Linked DNA regions of Sus scrofa: region 1 is linked to region 2. Evidence: chromatin contacts called from public promoter capture Hi-C data. All regions are on one chromosome and are shown on one strand. The core of a region is the stretch at or near the end of the contact, and the rest is flanking DNA. Distances in the headings are between cores, read along the strand shown.

Region 1 (2,850 bases), core at 65-2,564, 280 kb before region 2:
GCCTGACCTGGGGCCTCCCTACCCTAGAGAAGGCAAGGCAGATAGGCAAAGCCAGGCAGAGCATGGGGGCGGTTACACATGTGCACATCAACACGGGTGCTCATGGCTTTGCACAAACATGTGAACACTCAGACATGTGCAGGCTCTGGGCAACTTTTTCTGATCCTAGCCAGGTCATTTCCCAGGCATGTGACTTCATGTTTCTAAGACTCAGTTTCCACATCTATCAAAAGGGGCATGATTCATATCTCCAGTGATGGAGTCTAAGAATCTCTGATTCTGTAGCCAGATTAGAACCATTGTGAAAGGAACCAGGAAGACCCTAGAAGGATCTTTGGAGGAAGAGGCTGGGGAGCATCATGCAGTTGGGGGCCCTGTGGCCATGTTGATCCATCTCATTCCTCCCCTAGGAACTCCTTGAACAGAGCCAGTTTCCGGAAGGCTGATGTCTGAACCCACAGGGCCTGAAGCCACACGCCAGAGGAACCAGCAGCCTGGCCTCAGTTGTCTGTGCCTTCCTGAGAGTCTCCCCCCACTGCCCACTTAGCCCTGGGTGACCACACTGCACATGGGGCTGGGCCCTCTGTTCCTCTGTCCTCATCTGTGTGCACTGATGCTCCTTACCTTTTCTAATTTAAAATGGTTTTTATAAACAGCCTGTGTGGTATGGTCCCTGGGGTCTGGGTCCTGGGTACACTTTACCTGCACACCCTGGCTATTGATGCACAGACACTGAGAACCACTTGGGTGCCAGGGACACATCAGTGACAATAGATGCAATTCCTGCCCTTTTAGAGCCGACATTCTAGCAAGGAAGGCAAAACACAAATGACAGTGTCACATGGGTGCATGGGAAATAATGGTAACACTTACTAAACCCTTGCTGAATGCCCAGTCCTGCATAATTGGTGCCCAGAAAGACACTCCCCTGTTTATGAGCCTTTCTGCCTGAGGGACCTCCCTAGGTCCCTGCCTCATGGTTGGTGAATCTGATCAACTCCATGGTCTTAACCCTGCTTTACAGATGGGGAAACTGAGGCAGCAAGCAGTTGAAAGCTTGGTAGGGTTAGGAACTGAGCCTAGGCATTAGCTTTGGCCTGTGCAGCTTCGCCTTGACCAGGGCCCCCCCTGCCTGCCCCGTGGTGGTCACGCCACCGTGTACCAGGCCCGCGCTGGGCGGCTTCCAGCCCTGGGCTGGCTGGGGGAGGGGTGACCTCCTATAGCCGCCGCCGTCACCACCCGCCCTCAAGGCCCTCCAGGAGCTGGGCCCTGGCCAGCTCCGCCCCGCCAGCTCCGCCCCCTCCAGCCCCCCCCCCCCGCAGCGGCCCAGCTGCAGCAGACCGAGGAGGACACGGTTGCGGGAGGACCCTGCCCTGGGGAGTGGAGGAGGGGTTGGAGTTCGGACACCCCCACGTGCGCGCACACACACACACCTGCCCTCCAGGTGCATTTGTGTCCCCACCCCCACTTCCCCTACACCGCGGCCGGGCTGCCTGGGACTGGAGGGAGCGGGGGTGGTCTGGAGGGGGCGGGGCGGGGCGGGGCGGAGCTACTGCCGAGGGCCGGGCGACCGGGCGGCGGCGCGGAGGACGCACGGGCGGCGGGACGCTGGGACGGCGGCGGCCGGATTGCGCGAGGCGAGTAGCACCCGGGCTGGGTCAGGGTTCGAGTCCGGTTCGGGGTTCGAGCGTGGTCCCCACTCCACCCCACCCCATCCCGCCTTCAACCCCCGGGCTCGACCTCGCAGGTCTCTACAGCCGCTGCCTCCAACTCCGTTATCTATGCCCAAACTTTCCGCACTTCCAGCGTCTCGGTCCCCGCGCCGCTGTCCCGTCCCCATCTTTGACCCTGTCCCAGCTTCTCTCCCCCGGCCCCATCCTCCGTCTGTATCTCCCTGTCCCTTCGCCCCATCATTGCCTTCCCCCTTACCCTCCCCCTTGTCTCCGTCCTCCTTTCCACCTCTGTCCCTCCCCACCAACCTCCACTCTCTATCCTCCCTCGCCCTCCTCCGCAGCCGGGCCAGAGCCAGGCCCCAGGCGGCGGGAAGGCGTCCGGGCGTCCGGCCGGGCTGGGCCTCGGCCTGCGGCTGGGCCGGCGTGGGGAGCGGCAGCTGTTTGCCATTAACTGGGGACCCCGCAGACCCCGCCCTCTCCCTCCACGGGGCGGGGTCCTCCTCACCCCCGTCTTTGGGGCGGGGAGAGGAATGGGAGACCCCAGGGACGTACAGGCTGGTCTGGGAGAGGGGCTTTAGGGAGACCCCGCCGGACTTCTGGCCTGCCTCGGACCCCGCCTGCGCCCTTTCCCTGAGCTTCCCACCTGTCCTCTCTTGGAGTGTCCTGTCTCTCTTCCTATCCTGTGTCCTCCCCATTCTCCAGGGGTCCCATAGAAAGAGAGGACCCTCAGCCACAGACACCCACCACCACTACACTGACCCCCACCATCTGCTGTCTCCACCTTGAGTCGCCTTCCCACGTGGAGGACCCTCAGAGGGCTGGAGAAGCTCAGACCCCAGTCTCTCTCAGAGAAATGGGCAGAGGGATGTGGCGAGGAGGGTGAAGTTGCCTTCGCTGCCAATGGGGAATCTACCAGCCACTTCCCCCTTTGGTGACCCTGGGCAAGTCACTGTACCTCATAGATACCTCATCTGTAAAATAGGGTGATAACTACTCACCTCATTTATCCTGATCAAATGAGTTGTTTGGATGGTGATTATACTTACTACTGTTATTTGCTGTACCCCTCTCCACCTCCAGGGGTCCTCACAGGGGACAGTTCCTGCTCCCTGCTTCCAGTCTCTTTTGGGTCCCCAGAAAATATCTTTGATCACCTTTCCGTTGTGCGTGGGGTGAC
Region 2 (2,700 bases), core at 150-2,649:
CCCACGTTGTTGTGGCTATGGTGTAGGCCAGGGGCTACAGCTCTGATTAGACCCCTAGCCTGGCAACCTCCATATGCCGTAGGTGCGGACCTAAAAGAACAAAAAAAAGAAAAAAGAAAATCTAAAAGTTCTTAGGAGAGCTTGGGAGTCACCTAACAACTGTGATACCTCAGTCGGAGGAATCTTTAAGCCCAGTGCAAAGGCTTATTTCCATCTAAGGCTCCTCACTAACTCTGGCAGTGATAAATGTTACAAGGCATGTCCTTCTGCTCTTCCCAACTCCAAGACCAAGGAGGCTCTGAATTAGCGTCAACTCACAAGGAACAGGTGAGAGGGAGGCCCTCAATTTTGTGAAAACCCACGGAGAGATCACTGCACACAATTTATTTCCATCGCTCTACGTCTGAGGCTGATTCTCACCAACGGCACAATCCTTGATCGGCAGTCTGCTTGGGCTCAGGATCCGGTCAGGACCCAGGCCGCAATGGGTTTCATCTAGCGACTTCCGAGGGCGCCAGGGGATCGGCTTGGCTCAGGGCGAGCTGGTCTTTCTTCTCCTTCTGCAGGACCTGCTCCTCCCACAGCGCCTGATCCACCTGATCGTCGGTGAGCACTACAGGCTTGTACTTCTCATCGAAGAGCCGCTCGTTGGCTTCCGAGTGCAGCTGGTGGGGCTCCACGACGCGTAGATGTGCCGGCAGGTGCAGGAACTCGTCGTGGTTGATGTCGCAGTCGCGCATCCGGGCCCCCAGCACCCACCAGCGGCCCACGAAGCCCACATCCAAGATCCGGTCCGGGAAGTCCGCCCAGCGGGGCTGCAGGTAGCGGCAGCGGGCCTGGTAGAGGCTGACCTGGGCGTCGAACGGCGCCTCGTACACAAGCGAGCAGAGGCCCAGGCTCACGTGGCGCAGGCGGCCGCGACCCCGCAGCCAGAGCAGCCGCTGCACAAATGCTTCAGAATCGCGGTTGCGTGTGGCCGGCGCCAACAGCAGGAGCGTCCCCGACGCATCCAGCAGCGCCTCCTCAAAGGCTGCCTCACTCGGCGCCAGGGCGCAGCAGGCCGCCGCGCCGCCCAGCAGCCCCACGTACACGGCTGCACGCCCGGGCCGGGCTCGCGCTGCCGCCGCCGCGTCTCTGCAGGCCTCTGCGTAGTCCTGGAGCAGCGCGCGGGCCCAAGCTCCTGAGAGGAGAGAAGCGCGATGAGGGCGGTCGGGCCGCTGCGGCCCCCCACCCCCACCGCCTAGCGCCTCTACTCACCCAACCGCGCCCACACGCCAGGCTTTGCAGCCGCAGCGTCCCCCGCCTCCCCACGGCTTCGGGACCACAACCTCTTCAGTGCAGCGGCCGCCATCCTCTTCCGGCTGGGCGTCCCTACTCCGAAAAGAAACGCCTGGTATGCGAAACAAAAAGATCCGGTGAATATCTTCTGCGCAAGCGTCAACATTTCCGGAGGTAGTTTCCCATCGGAAGACGATAGAAAACGGACCGACGCCGGATGTTGCTGTCGGGTCCGACTGGGGTTGCCCCGGCTGGTAGGCGGGTCGCGCAGGCGCAGAGAGTACCGGCCACGCCAGTTGAGGCGGCCTCAGGTGAGGTGGGCGGGGGTGCACCTGGGGGGCGGGAGTGCTGTGTTCACGCCCCTGCGGTACGGTCAGCCGCCAAACGGGGCTCGGGGCTGAGGGTTGGCTTCAAGGAGTGGCGCTGAGTGGGGTTGGGGTGGGCCTGATTGGCCTCTCTCCTCAGAGCGGGATGCGGCGACGCCCCTGAGTGATCATGGCAGCGGCGGACGAGCTGGCCTTCCACGGTGAGTGCCGCCGCGGTCTGACCCCACTCCTACTCCCTCCACTGGCCAGAACCTCCCATCCAGGTCCCAGCTCACATCTAACCGGAATCCCAGTCAGCTGTGAAACCTGACCCAGGCAGGAACCTCGCTCCAGCCCTAAACTCAGACCTCAAACCTGAGCCTCTACCCCATACCAGCCCTCAATTGCGGTCCAGTGTTAGGAGTGAGGGGAAGGGGACACACCTCTTTCCCACTCCCCAAAATTGAGGAAGCTGTACCCTGGGTTGGGGGGAACACCGAGGTGGTCACAGTTAGTCTTGGCCCCCAGATGAGCAGTGGGCAGAACCAAATTGTCTTGACCCCTTCAAATACACCTGTGTCCCATATTCCTTCTCAGCAGAGTTCGAGGAAGCCACTAATTTGCTGGCCCAGACCCCAGAAGCGACCACCACCAGAAGTGATCAGTTGACCCCCCAGGGGCATGTGGCTGTGGCCATGGGCTCAGGGGGCAGCTATGGAACTGAGGATGATGCAGAGGAGAGTGACAAGGCAGCGGTGGGTCCCCTAAGTCTCTGTGCCCTGCCTTTGTCTAGTCCCTGCTGCCCTTCACCCCTCACTGAAAGCCCACACTGTTCAGCTCCTACAGGAGGAGAAGCAGCAGCCTGGTTTCTGGACCTTTGGCTACTATCAGACATTCTTTGACGTGGACACTTCACAGGTCAGACCCGGGGAGTTGGTGGAATGGGGCTCAGAGTCACACTTGGGGTTCAGCCACTAGTCACTGAGCATTTCCTGCGCACCAGGCCCTGAGCAAGTGCTAGCAATACTCATATGAGAGAACAAGAGTCCTACCCAGGCTGGTAGATGTAACTGTGTGGACTGCAAGGATTTTGATGTGTGACAGGGAACACACGTGA

What was found. Promoter capture Hi-C pulls out the DNA fragments that hold promoters and counts their contacts.
Region 1: a promoter capture Hi-C map of fetal liver shows a contact between it and region 2, with 2.8 times the contacts expected there. The contact joins the promoter of KANK2 here to the promoter of TIMM29 in region 2. A contact is called at or near these places in 2 of 5 promoter capture datasets (fetal liver and liver) and 1 of 47 Hi-C or Micro-C datasets (embryonic fibroblasts).

Annotation. Positions count from the first base shown.
Region 1 is chr2:69,923,658-69,926,507 of Sscrofa11.1, reverse strand. KANK2 (KN motif and ankyrin repeat domain-containing protein 2) reads left to right here and starts at 1,314. Exons shown (of 14, transcript XM_021083853.1): 1 at 1,314-1,444. It overlaps DOCK6 (dedicator of cytokinesis protein 6), which reads left to right. Exons shown (of 49, transcript XM_021083867.1): 49 at 411-653. The coding sequence ends at 453.
Region 2 is chr2:69,648,369-69,651,068 of Sscrofa11.1, reverse strand. It overlaps TIMM29 (mitochondrial import inner membrane translocase subunit Tim29), which reads right to left and starts at 1,399. Exons shown (of 2, transcript XM_003123205.4): 1 at 1,258-1,399; 2 at 1-1,180. The coding sequence starts at 1,351. The coding sequence ends at 492. It overlaps YIPF2 (protein YIPF2), which reads left to right and starts at 1,378. Exons shown (of 9, transcript XM_021083826.1): 1 at 1,378-1,589; 2 at 1,744-1,804; 3 at 2,181-2,338; 4 at 2,421-2,501. The coding sequence starts at 1,774.